2 separate regions of the Mus musculus genome follow, and region 2 is linked to region 1. The links are chromatin contacts, called in public promoter capture Hi-C maps. All regions are on one chromosome and are shown on one strand. Each heading gives the region's core, a stretch centred on a gene start, on an enhancer-like site or on the middle of the called end of the contact. The rest is flanking DNA. Distances are from core to core; before and after follow the strand shown. Region 1 holds the start of Snx21 (sorting nexin family member 21). Region 2 holds the start of Snai1 (snail family zinc finger 1).

Region 1 (6,238 bases), core at 2,200-4,699:
CACCACCCTTCAGGACTAGCAGGACTTTGCATATCTTAGATGCTCCCTGCCATCTTCCTCAACTTTCAAATCTCTTTCTCCTGTATCCCTTCTCCCCTACACCCCAGCTCTGTGGTTCAGGGAGAGGAAGCACGTGAGAGCCCACAGTCACACAATTACAATATAAACAAGCAAGCAAACAAATCCCCAGCATGGTAGCTGGAAGGAAGAGGTAAGAAGATAGGGAATTCGAGGCCAGCTTCAGCTACATAAGGAGTTTGATGCCAGCCTTGGATACATCTTAGAATAAAGAGAAAGAAGGTGACGGGGATGGCTTTCTCTGTGAAGTACTGGTCACACAAGCATGGGGACTTGGATTCAGATTCTCGTTAGTCATTCGGGACCATAAACCCAGCAGCTCAAGGAGTGACAGGGCAGAAGTGGAGACTAGTGGATCTCTAGTGCTTACTGGCTAGACAAATGAGCTCCAGGTAACATGTGACCTCCATGTATACACATGGGTACACTACACCACACACACACACACACACACACACAAATTATATACAAAAGTTTTAAAAAGTAGTCTATTAATTTCACTGATATATCAATGGTGTTAGGAGTGCTCTGTCTCTCTGTCTCTGTCTCTCTCTGTGTATGCACACACACACACACACACACACACATGCACGTGCGAGCACATGAATGTGCATATGCACACACTGGAACACCACAGTGCATCTGTGGCAGTTGGAGAACAACTTGCAAGGAGTTGGTTCTCTCCCTTCACCATCTGGGCCCTTGGGGTTGAACTCAGGTTGTCAGGCTTCCTGGAGGGCATCTTTACCCACTGATCTCACTGGCTTACTTATTTTGGGGGTGGGGAAGATGTCTTTCTTTTCTTTCTTTCTTTCTTTCTTTCTCTCTCTCTTTCTTTCTTTTGAAGCAGGGACTCACTACATAGTTCAGGTTGCCCCTGTTTTTTTTGTTTTGTTTTGTTTTGGTTTTTAGGTTTTTGTTTTGTTTTATTTTATTTTTTGTTTTTCGAGACAGGGTTTCTCTGTGTAGCCCTGGCTGTCCTGGAACTCACTCTGTAGATCAGGCTGGCCTCGAACTCAGAAATCCACCTGCCTCTGCCTCCCGAGTGCTGGGATTAAAGGCGTGCGCCACCACTGCCCGGTGCCCTCAGCCTTCCAGGTGCCACAATTGCAAGCATGCTGGCCATCCTGCCTGATCAGACAGAACCAGATTTCTAGCCCTACTGCTATGAACACAAGCTCTTTTCCCCTTCTTTTCTTCCTGTTTATTTATTTGCTGTTTTGAGGTAGGTCTTGAACTCCTGATCCTTCTGCCGAAGCCTCCCAAGTTCTAGAGTTACAGGTGTGCATGGTCATGCCTGGCTGACCTGAGGGCTGTGCACTCAGACTTGCGTGGCATATACCAAAGGGAAAGTTAATAATCAGCCAATAGTAGAAATAAATATGTGGTGTCTCCTTTGTCCTCACAGTCTGCAAATGCAGAGTAGTCAGAACTTCAAATAACCAGTGAGCTTAAGAAGCCCCAGCTCCCCTACTTTCCGCCACATGGGAGCGTTTCTCCTTTTCTCTCTGGGTTTCACTATGTGACCGTGGTTGACCTAGAACTCACTCTGCAGACCGGGCTGCTCTTGAATTCATAGAAATCCACCTGTCTGCCTCCCGAATGCTGGGATTAAAAGTGTGCACCACCACACCTGGCTTTTTTCTAAGACTTATTCTGTTTTTAATTATGTGTATTTGTGTTTGGGTTTTGTGTACATGTGTGCAGGAACTTTTGGAGGCCAGAAGAGGGCGCCTATAACTGCCAGTTTGGGTACTGAAAACCAAGCTCTGGTCTTCTACCAGAGTTCTTCTAAATACACACCCTTAACCACTAAACCATCTTTCCAGTCTCAGCCTTAGTTTCCTCATATTAAAAAAGAACCATCAAGGGGGGGGGGAGGGGCTGGAGAGATGGCTCAGTGGCTAAGAGCACTGACTGCTCTTCCATAGGTCCTAAGTTCAATTCCCAGCAACCATCTGTAATGGTCATCCAATGCCATTTTCTGCTGTGTCTGAAGACAGCGACAGTATAACCACATATATGAAATAAATAAATCGTTTAGAAAAATAATCATTACTGTAACTTCATCCTCTGAGACTGACATGTGACAGTGTATGAAATACTTACAAGACGCCATGAGTGCTAAAATCTGAGACCCTTCTGTTCAGTAAAGGCCAGGAAGGTCTTTCCGTTCATATCCTCCATCCCTCTCCCACGCCCTAAAAGGGGATAGGAGATACTTAATTTTGATACTGTCTGAGATAATTTTGAGGCAGGGTCTCTATTTAGTTCTGGACCTCAACAGTAAACCAGGCTGTTCTTGAACTCACAATGATCCTCCTACCTTTGCCTCCCGAGAGCCAGGGCTAGGATTAATGGCATGAGCCACAGGAGCACCACACCTGGCCTTTGAGATAACTTGTTTTATTGTCTAACTAGCCAAATCTGCCTGCTAGGTCTGACATGTAAGCCTTGGGACAGGGATCAGCAATCATTTTCCTGACTACTGCTACCCTGCAGTAAAAGATAAACTGCAGTTCTCCAAGAGAGTTATAGAGATTACCCAAGCAACCCCGCACGCGTGGGAAAATAAATCAGTTCAAGAGCTCCCACGCTAGAGATCTCTGACAAACTGGGCAACCTTGAACAAGTAACAGCCTCTCTGGATGTTTTCCTCTTTGACTACTTCCCCCAGGTTAAGTTCAAACGAAACTGGGAAGGGCTAGGTTTCTCACACAGGCACCGGACTGGGGTTTTTACAAGAGCTGAAAATTTAGTATGAGTGAAAATTTAGTATGAGTATTAGTATTCTTGTTTCATATGAGAAAACCTAGGCTGGACGAAACCGGATTTCAAGCTTCACTCAAGGGAGAGCCGAGCTCCCAAATGCCGCGAAATTACACTGTAAAGTTACATGGCACTGTATGGAGATTAGGGGTAAAGCTTGGGGCGGCCTCAGGAGACCAGGAGGGGTGGGCGAGTCCAAGAGGGGGCGCGGCCACCACGATCCGGCTGGGTTTCGGGGGAAGCCTTGGCCCGCCCGGCTGCCCTCCGCGTCCCTCCCGCAGGCAGCGGCTTGGGATTCTAACAGCTCCGGGAGAGGGAGCTGGCGGGGCGGAGGCGGAGCGGCGGCAGGAAGCAGCGAGGCGGCGCCGTGAGCTGCCTGGGCGGAGAGCCTCTTAAATCCGCCAGGCTGCTGCACCAAATCCCGGGAGCCCGCCCCGAACGCACTTGGGACGCGGTGGGTGGAGGCGCGTCCCGGCCTGCGGGAGGAACAGGGCAGAGGCCGGCCTCCCGCACGTCCCCAGCGGCCGCGGCCCGTGGGCGTGGCCTCTTGTGCCACGCCCCTGACACGCCCCCGGGTCCCTCTCCGGGCGGGGGTCCCCTCCCTCTTCAGCCCTGGACCCAGCGTGGCGCGCTCCCCCCTGGGTGCCATGGCCTCGCGGCTCCTACACCGGCTGCGACACGCCCTGGCCAGCGATGGCCCCGGGGAGGCGGCGGCGGGCCCAGAGGCCGAGCAGTTCCCTGAGAGCTCAGAGCTGGAGGACGATGACGCCGAGGGCCTGTCCTCCCGCCTCAGTGGCACCCTCAGCTTCACTAGTGCGGAGGATGACCCTGACGACGAAGACGAGGACGACGAGGCGGGCCTCGACTCGCCGCCCTCAGGAGACGGGGCATCGGGAGAAGACGCAGGCGAGTGCGGGAGGACAGACAGGAACCCCGGGGCTCGGTTAGGCCTCCCCGCTGGACGCGGTCCGAGGGCATCCTGAGTTTTCTCTCTGAAACTATTGACACTATAAGCTCTTCCAGACACGGTTTGGCTGTGTGACCTTGACTCACAACACTATGGGAATCACACCATCTCGGGTTTTTTGTAGATATTAAATGCACAGGACCAGGGAAACAAACGTGTGTGCTAGCTGCTTCGGGTGGAGGTTTAGCATCCACTGTAAGCCAGGCGCTGGGGTGAAGCACATCTCGCTTCTGTGAATGAGGTCATGGCATTTTGTTTACGTTAACTCTGGAGCTAGCCACCCCCATAATGACGGGTCATGTGCTTGTGCAGAACGAAGTCCCCCACCTGATGGACAACGGAGCAGTCAACTCCTGGCCCGCCAGCTGCAGGATTTCTGGAAAAAGTCTCGGAACACCCTAGTTCCACAGAGGCTGCTCTTTGAGGTGACCAGCGCCAATGTTGTCAAAGACCCTCCCTCCAAGTACGTGGTGAGTGAGGTTCCAGGAACCCTTGAGCAGCGAGTCTAGATGTCTAGCTGAGAGAAAGGAAATAGCACAGATTTTGGGGCGGGGGTCGTGGCCATGCAGTTATAAAAGGATGTCCTTATTTTACACCTGGGGGAACTGAGACCAGATGAGAAGATGGGTGTCAACTGAACACGTCCTCAGGCAAATGACTTAGTTTCTCTAAAACTGAGAATGTGGCCTTAGGAGTTGCCTCCTGTCCTAGTCTTGAGGTTACGAGAACTGATGTGTGTTTCTTTCTGTACCCTGTGGGTTTCTGTCAACCGCAGCAGGACACAGTATTGAGACCCAGTGGCATGGGTCAGGATTAAGGAAATGGGCTTTGGATCCAGACCAGTCTTGATTCACATCCCCTGTGTTTACCAGTGGCTTCCCCTTGGGTGGGTTCTGTGGCCTCAGTGGCCCCCAGTTTCCTCTTTTGAGCAATAGGCAATACATGGGATTATAATAGGAGGTAAATGAGGCCAGGCGCAGGGAAACCTTAGCATTGTCTGGCACTGTGATAGATTAAAACTGTAGCTGTATAGTGTCAAATTCCCCAATCTGAAATGCTTGAAAATCTGAAGCATTTGAGTGTCCACGTGAGGCCGCAAGTGGAAAATTCCACACCTAACTTCACTTGATATGTGTGCAAAATGTAGGCCCATTTAAAAAATATTGCACAGGGACTTGAAAGGCTGAAGCAATAAGACTGCCCCCAAGTTCAAGGCTAACTACGGCTACATATTTAGATCCTGTCTCAAAAAAAAAAAAAAAAAAAAAAAAAAAGCCAAACAACAAATTGGAATGTATCTCATTGATATAGCAGCTGCTTATAGTGCTGCAGACCTCTGAGCTTTATCCCAAACCCCGGAAATGATAGGGAATTGCCCGGAGCTGAGTGTGCTCATGCAGTTCGGAAGTAGAGCAAATGTGTCAGTTTAAGGGCAGTCCGGATACTAAGCGAGACCAGCTTGGGCTACGGAAAACCATGCCTGTCTCAAAACAAACAAAAGCCAAACTGCCTTCAGGCTGTGTCCATAAAGTGCATCAGAAATTCGAGTTTAGAAGATGTAATGAATGCTCGGTGGACCGGAGCGCTGGCTCGGTTCTGCATAAATGGGTGTGGTGGTGGCTCATACCTATGGGCCCAGCACTTGAAAGGGGAGTCGGGTCAGGGGTTCAAGATCACCCTCAGCTACAGAAGCTCAAAGCCAGTCTCCTGGAAGACATGAGACCCAGTCTCACACTATTTATTTACTGTACTGATCCTGTATTTAGACTTGAGTCCTATTTCTCTAAGAAATATATGTGTGTGTGTATATATATACACATATGTACATATATATGTGTGTATGTGTGTGTACATATATATGCAAATATTCCAAAATCTGAACTATTGATTTCTGATCTTGGATAAGGGATATTCAGCCTGTATTGTTATTTAACTTTAGATTGGCAATGTCAGGTATGGAGAGGCTGCTGCAACCTCCTGGTGAATCCGCTCTCCAGCATTCCCACCTCCAGCACCGTCAGGGCTAAGGAGTAGAGAGCAGTCTGGAGCCAGGCCTAGAGTCCCTGTTTCCCTTGCTGTGTGAAGGGAAGAGACTGGCAGAGAGACAGATCCACCGGGTTCTGCCCCCTTCAGGTCTGAAACCCATCTGAGCTAGCTGGTCCTGGTCTGCCCTGACAGTGACAACTCCCAGCTTGTCCCTTCCTTCTTCTACCTCTGATTCAGCAGGACAGGGGCCCTGGAGGCCTGGCCCGCATCTGGGTCCCTCCACCCTTCTCTGTTGCTGTTAGTAACAAGGACCACACCCATGACTGCTCCACTTTGTTCAGGGAGAGGTAATGCAGGCTTTAGATCTTGTTAAGCATCAAATCCCATGCATGCGGAGTAGATGCTGTACCACCACCTACACACTCCTAGCCCCTGACG
Region 2 (6,238 bases), core at 2,543-5,042, 2.8 Mb after region 1:
ATAACAGCAAAAGAATTGAGGGTAGGGCTCTGGATGTAGCTCACACACAACTCACACACAAGCCTGGCTTTGACCTGTAGCACTACACAGTCTAGGTTCCTGCATAAGATCTCAGCACTAGGGAGATAAAGGCAGGAGGATCTGGAATTCTAGGAAACACTGGAGAGAGAGAGAGAGAGAGAGAGAGAGAGAGAGAGAGAGAGAGAGAGAGAGAGCGCTGGATCAATAGCTCAGCAGCTAAGAGCAATAGCTCTTACAGTAGACCTGAGTGAGTTTGTCTCCCAGCAGTGACAATGTGGCCCACAACCACCTCTAACTCAAATGCCAGGGGAGTCTGGCCTCTGAGGACATCTGTACATGTGGTATGCACTCACACAGGCACATACATATAAACAGAATCATAAAAATGTGGATGGGCAGTGCTGGCGCATACCTTTAATCCCAGCACTCGGGAGGCAGAGGCAGACAGTTCTCTGTGAGTTTGAGGCTAACTTTGTCTACAGAGTGCATTCCAGGACAGCCAGGGCTACAAAGTGATACTGTATCTCAAAAACAACAACAGTAAATAAGTAAATACATTTTGTTGCCAGTTTGCAGATCAGTTTATTAAGATGACATCACTGCTAGTTACTGCAGAAGAGAAGCTACCTGCCCAAATCAGTGAGGTTCTGAAGAACTCACTGCATTAGAAACCAATGTTCAAATCCACAAGGAACTGTTCCTGATTCCCAGGGACAAGGCCGAGGCAGGTGAATCTGCACATTTACTTCAAGCTTTTAAAGAGCGTGGGGGCCACACAGTGGTCCCGTGCATGCAGGAAGTCAAAGAGCTCCTCTGTACAGCCCTCTTCTGACTGTGATCAGGAAGACACGCGCTTATCACACAACTCTAGTTGTTCCTGGGCCTTTACACACTTCTCCAGCTGTTCACAGTGCTTTCTCACTGTTGTTGGGGGCGGGGTCCCCTAATTCTTCCTCCTCCTCTTCCTCTTTGGGGTCTCCGGATCCAGTGAGCCTCTTTCATTTGTCCTTCAGTCCCATGTCGGGAGCTGGCTTGGGATACAACAAGAGCAGCCATAAATACCTTTTGGGTTTTTTTTTTTTTGTTTTTTTTAAAGAAGATTCTACATTAAACATCCCCCCACCCCACCCCCCGTCCCTCCCCCCTTCATTCTGGAAGTGCAGGAGCGTCCAGAATTCTATTCCACTCCTACTTTTGACCAGCTGCAGCTAACCGCACACTGGTTCCTGGCTTTTGCTTATCACTGTGGGGTGGGAATCATTCTGCTGTTGCATGGAATTGTACACACTCTACAGCCTGCCTTGTTGCATGGATTTTGTTGTTGTTGTTGTTGTTGTTGTTGTTGTTGTTGTTGTTGTTTTTCGAGACAGGGTTTCTCTGTATAGCCCTGGCTGTCCTGAAACTCACTCTGTAGACCAGGCTGGCCTCGAACTCAGAAATCTGCCTGCCTCTGCCTCTCGAGTGCTGGGATCAAAGGCGTGCGCCACCACGTCCTGCTTGTTGTGTGGAATTGTACATACTCTACGCCTGCCTTCCTTTCTTTTCCTGACGGGCTTCTCAGTGCTAGCCTCAAAGTCCCAAGCTTTCTAGCTCTGCCTCCAAAGTAGAAGGGATACAGATGTATCCCCCATCTGGCTGTAGCTATTGTTTGCTGCTGTATGGTCTTCTATTGTGGGTATGCAACCTGGTTAGTCCGTGTCTATTGTTGATAGATATTTGAGTGTTTTGTTTTGTTTTGTTTGGGATTTCTGCTCTCTCTCTCTCTCTCTCTCTCTTTCTCTCTCTCTCTCTCTCTTCCTTTTTCTTTTTGATATTAAGAGTACAGGTGTCAGCCAGGCCATGGTGGCACACACCTTTGATCCCAGCACTTGGGAGGTGGAGCCAGGTGAATCTCTGAGTTCAAGGGCAGCCTGGTCTAAAGAGAAACCCTGTGGGGGGCTGGGGGGGGTTATTTACAGGTGTCAGGACTGTCCTTTTGTTTGGTCTGGGTTTGAGGCTGGCCGTGGGTTCTTAGCTTTGGTTGCTCTTTAGAGGCATCCAGTCCTTTTGACAGTTAAAATTCGATGCCAACAACCCCGCCCTAGATAAGCGAATCAGGATGTGTCTGCCAGTGAGGGCAGGGCGGGCTTAGGTGTTTTCAGACACTCTTGAGGAAAAGCTTGGCTGAAAAACCCTAGGTGGCAGTCGGCCTAGGAAGGGAGCTTCCTGGGCGTGGAGAGTCACCTGTCACCCGTTAGGGGCTAAGTCACACCTTTCCTAAGCGGCATGCCAGCCAGCATCCATCATTTGACCAAGTTTTACTTTCAGGCCTCTGGCAGGTGTGAGGTTGTGAACAGGCCTCCCCTTGTGGGCTTCATTTGCCTTTCTCTTTCCTTCTTACTAAGCAGGCTTGGGGGAGGCTGAGGGGGTGGAGTGGGGGGCTGCTGAAACAAAGGATGAAAGGGATGAAAGGAAGCCTAGCCAGGTGTGGATCTGGAAGAGAAAACAGGACTGGAGGAAGGCAGGTACCAAGCAAGGCCCCGTGGTAGGAAAGCCTGTTCTCTGATCATAGGGGATGGAGAAAAGTCAAAACCTAGTCAGCTGACTTGTCCGTTGGGACGAGGGTGGTGGTGGGGCGCTGTGTGCTCTCCCTCTGGACTCAGGGAGACTCATGGATGAACTAAATCTACCCAGAGGGCAGTGTTCTCCACGATGGTTGCCTGTTGTCTGACCATCCTCCCACTCCCCCACCCCCCACCCCCAGTGCTGGGAGTCTGATTCTATTCCCTGTTGTTACCTCCAGTGCCTAGAGACTCGATGCTAGCTGGTGCCCCAGAGGTTTCCGTAGACCCTCTGCTTTATAGGTGTTTATAACCCCATACTATGGGGGTGTGGGTTTGGTTTCCGAGGCCACCCTTCCTCCCTGTGAACGTTCCAACACGATTTTCAGGAAGTCGGGAGCCTTAGCCCTGGTCCTTGCTACCTCTGCCTCGCACCTGCCCTTATTGGTGTTTCACAATGCAACTCTAAACACGTCCGTCCTCAGCTGAAAGTCCTTCCGTGACTCCCCAGTGCCTGTAAGGCAAAGTCCAAACTCCTCCAAAGACCCGAGGCCAGGAAATCGGACCCCTCAGGGTCTGCCCAACACCAACCTCATCCTGGAACCTGCTCTCAAAGGTTGGACAGGCAGAAGTTACTGATTCTTACCCCGGGCCTTTCCCCTCGGTGCTTCTTCACTTCCTCTAGGAAGTCATAGACACCCTCCCCTGTCAGGTGACCGTTCATTGACAGTCACAGCTGTCTCTCCCCACCTCCTTTCATCAAATCACACCTCCCTTTAGTATTCGAATCCTCTGTTTATTCTGTCTGTCTCTCTCTCCCACGGCCGGGAAGCCATCCTTGCGTAGGGCATCCCTGGGTAGTGTTTTGTTCAGGGCTGTGTAGACAGTTCCAGGAACCCCTAAGCGCGTGCATATCATCGCACTTTCTGGCTCCCCAGCGCCCAAAGGTCAGCAGCTCGGGGATGTTGCGGGGCACCGCGCTCGTCGTGGGGCAGGCGCGGCCACCAGGGGTCGCCCGAGGAGCTCGGAAGCCGCGCGGTCCGGTCCGGGAGGAGCCCAAGCGGAATCTCAGCGCCACGCGGCGGGAGCCCCAGCAGCCCAGGCGCACCTGCTCCGGTCTCAGTCTCCGGCCGCGCCGCCGCCAGCCATTGGCTCAGCCTTGACAAAGGGGCGTGACCAACAGTACGGTCACGCCCCCAGCCCTGGTACTTAAAGGAATTTGCTGCTGCTAGGGGATCGTAGTGTGCGGCCGGGCCTCGCGAGCGGAGTTGACTACCGACCTTGCGCGACCCGGTGACCCCGACTACCTAGGTCGCTCTGGCCAACATGCCGCGCTCCTTCCTGGTCAGGAAGCCGTCCGACCCCCGCCGGAAGCCCAACTATAGCGAGCTGCAGGACGCGTGTGTGGGTGCGTGGTGGGGTGCGGGACGCGGGCGGCTGGGGGGGATCCCAAGGGTGCTGGGGGGAGGTGAGAATCGGGCTCTGCGGGCGCGACAGGTGGATCTGGAGCTCCGGGTCTTGGCAGTTGGGATCCACCGAGGGTGTCTTTGACCCGGGACGGGGAGGCTCCGGGAGTTGAAGACTCGAAGGCGGGGGTAGCTTTGCGGAGTCCGGGCGGGGGAGGGGAGGGGCGGGCGGGAAGCCCCCCCACCTGGCGCCCCGAGAATCCGCTCAGCTGACTCCCTGCTGTCTCTTCTCTTCCCGCAGAGTTCACCTTCCAGCAGCCCTACGACCAGGCCCACCTGCTGGCCGCCATCCCTCCGCCCGAGGTCCTCAACCCCGCCGCTTCGCTGCCCACCCTCATCTGGGACTCTCTCCTGGTACCCCAAGTGCGGCCGGTTGCCTGGGCCACCCTCCCGCTGCGGGAGAGCCCCAAGGCCGTAGAGCTGACCTCGCTGTCCGATGAGGACAGTGGCAAAAGCTCCCAGCCGCCCAGCCCGCCCTCGCCGGCGCCGTCGTCCTTCTCGTCCACCTCGGCCTCCTCCCTGGAGGCCGAGGCCTTCATCGCCTTCCCTGGCTTGGGCCAACTTCCCAAGCAGCTGGCCAGGCTCTCGGTGGCCAAGGACCCCCAGTCGCGGAAGATCTTCAACTGCAAATATTGTAACAAGGAGTACCTCAGCCTGGGCGCTCTGAAGATGCACATCCGAAGCCACACGCTGCCTTGTGTCTGCACGACCTGTGGAAAGGCCTTCTCTAGGCCCTGGCTGCTTCAGGGCCACGTCCGCACCCACACTGGTGAGTGAGTGTGCATAGCTGAGCTCTGAGTCTGGGCTGTTTGGCCTTAGACCCTGGGGGGACTCAACACTTACTCCTAAGGCTGCCAAGCAGTGGACAAAGTAGATGTTGGTTGTTCTCCATTCTGTACCTTGCTGTTCGAGGCTAGGAGTGAAGAGGTGTTCCCTATCCGGGCTCAACCCACACTGTAGAAGTCAGACAGGATATTGCTAGACAGGATATTCTGCACCTGGCCTTGAATCCTGAGTCGAGAACTTCCCCAGTTTCCTCGTTTCTAAAATGTATCAGAGAACACTTCGTGGGGTCTTTGTAGAGTGAAGTGCTAGGTGCAGGTGCCACTAAGAAATGACTTCCCAGTGACTATGAAGACGGCTCAGTGGTTAGAGCACTGGCTACTCTTCCAGAGGTCCTGAGTTCAATTCCCAGCACACATGGTAGTTCACAACTTAACTAACTGCCTGTTAAGAGTCCAGTTCCAGAGGACCTGACACCCTCATACAGACATACATGCAGGCAACATACCAATCCATGTAGGACAAGAATAGAATAGACACATCTTTTTTTTTTTTTTTTTTTTTTTTTTTTAAGAAGAGAAACAAAGACATGACTTTGCTGTCCTCTCAGCCTTGGGCCACGTGGGAAGCTTCTAGAAGTGAGGGAAGGCTTCAGCCAGGCTTGGTGGGGGTTCCGGTTGGGCTGCTCTTTGGAAAGTGTGTCAGGCTTTGGGGTAGAGCTGTGCGTCTCTTGTGGTGGCCAGCATTGGGGCAGTGAGGCCTGGGGGTGGCAGGGAGGTATTTGCAGGTCTCACTGACACCTTTATTACTTGAATAAGATTACCCGTTTCCCCCCCCCAGGCACGGATTGCCTCAGATTTAACCTATAAAAGTGTAACAGGCTGCCTCTCTCCGGCTGGGTTGCTAAGCTGTGGGGCTCTACTTTGGGGAAGAGCTGAAGCCCTCAGGGTCCTAGGCTGCCTCCGACCACCCCCCACCCCCCAGGGACTTTGTTTTGATGTAAAGGCATGGCTCAGACAAAACCCTCCTTGAAATGCACCACCCAGTTCTCTAGGAGTTCCATTGTGTGTCTTAATGGTAGCCCAGGGGGTGGGGGCCTGCAGGGTTAGAGCAGGTGCACGGGGCAGCGGTGCCCAGCACCTGTTCTTGGCCGCAGCTGCTGGCTCATTGCACGGCAGGCCCCTTTAATCCAGGGGGTATCACATGTACAGTGTCCCCCTTAGTGGCCTTTGTCCCAGCCGGCCTGGTGCCGATTTCACACTTGCCAGGAACACTATGAAGGCGTCTGGGGGTCGGGGATCTGTGAAGAGAGAGAGAGTGTGTGTGTGTGTGGGGGGGGGGGTGTCTACACTTCCTGTGCAAGCCCAGAGACTCCCAGCTCCATCCCACCCTGTGTTATCTTGAAACCTCCCTTTTGTTAAGTACTTC

The links. Promoter capture Hi-C pulls out the DNA fragments that hold promoters and counts their contacts.
Region 2: a contact with region 1 is called in a promoter capture Hi-C map of pre-B cells, with 2.2 times the contacts expected there. The contact joins the promoter of Snai1 here to the promoter of Snx21 in region 1.

Annotation. Positions count from the first base shown.
Region 1 is chr2:164,782,572-164,788,809 of GRCm38.p6, forward strand. It overlaps Snx21 (sorting nexin family member 21), which reads left to right and starts at 3,450. Exons shown (of 3, transcript NM_133924.3): 1 at 3,450-3,753; 2 at 4,127-4,284. The coding sequence starts at 3,495.
Region 2 is chr2:167,534,403-167,540,640 of GRCm38.p6, forward strand. Snai1 (snail family zinc finger 1) reads left to right here and starts at 3,793. Exons shown (of 3, transcript NM_011427.3): 1 at 3,793-3,969; 2 at 4,269-4,796. The coding sequence starts at 3,888. It also overlaps the pseudogene Gm11474.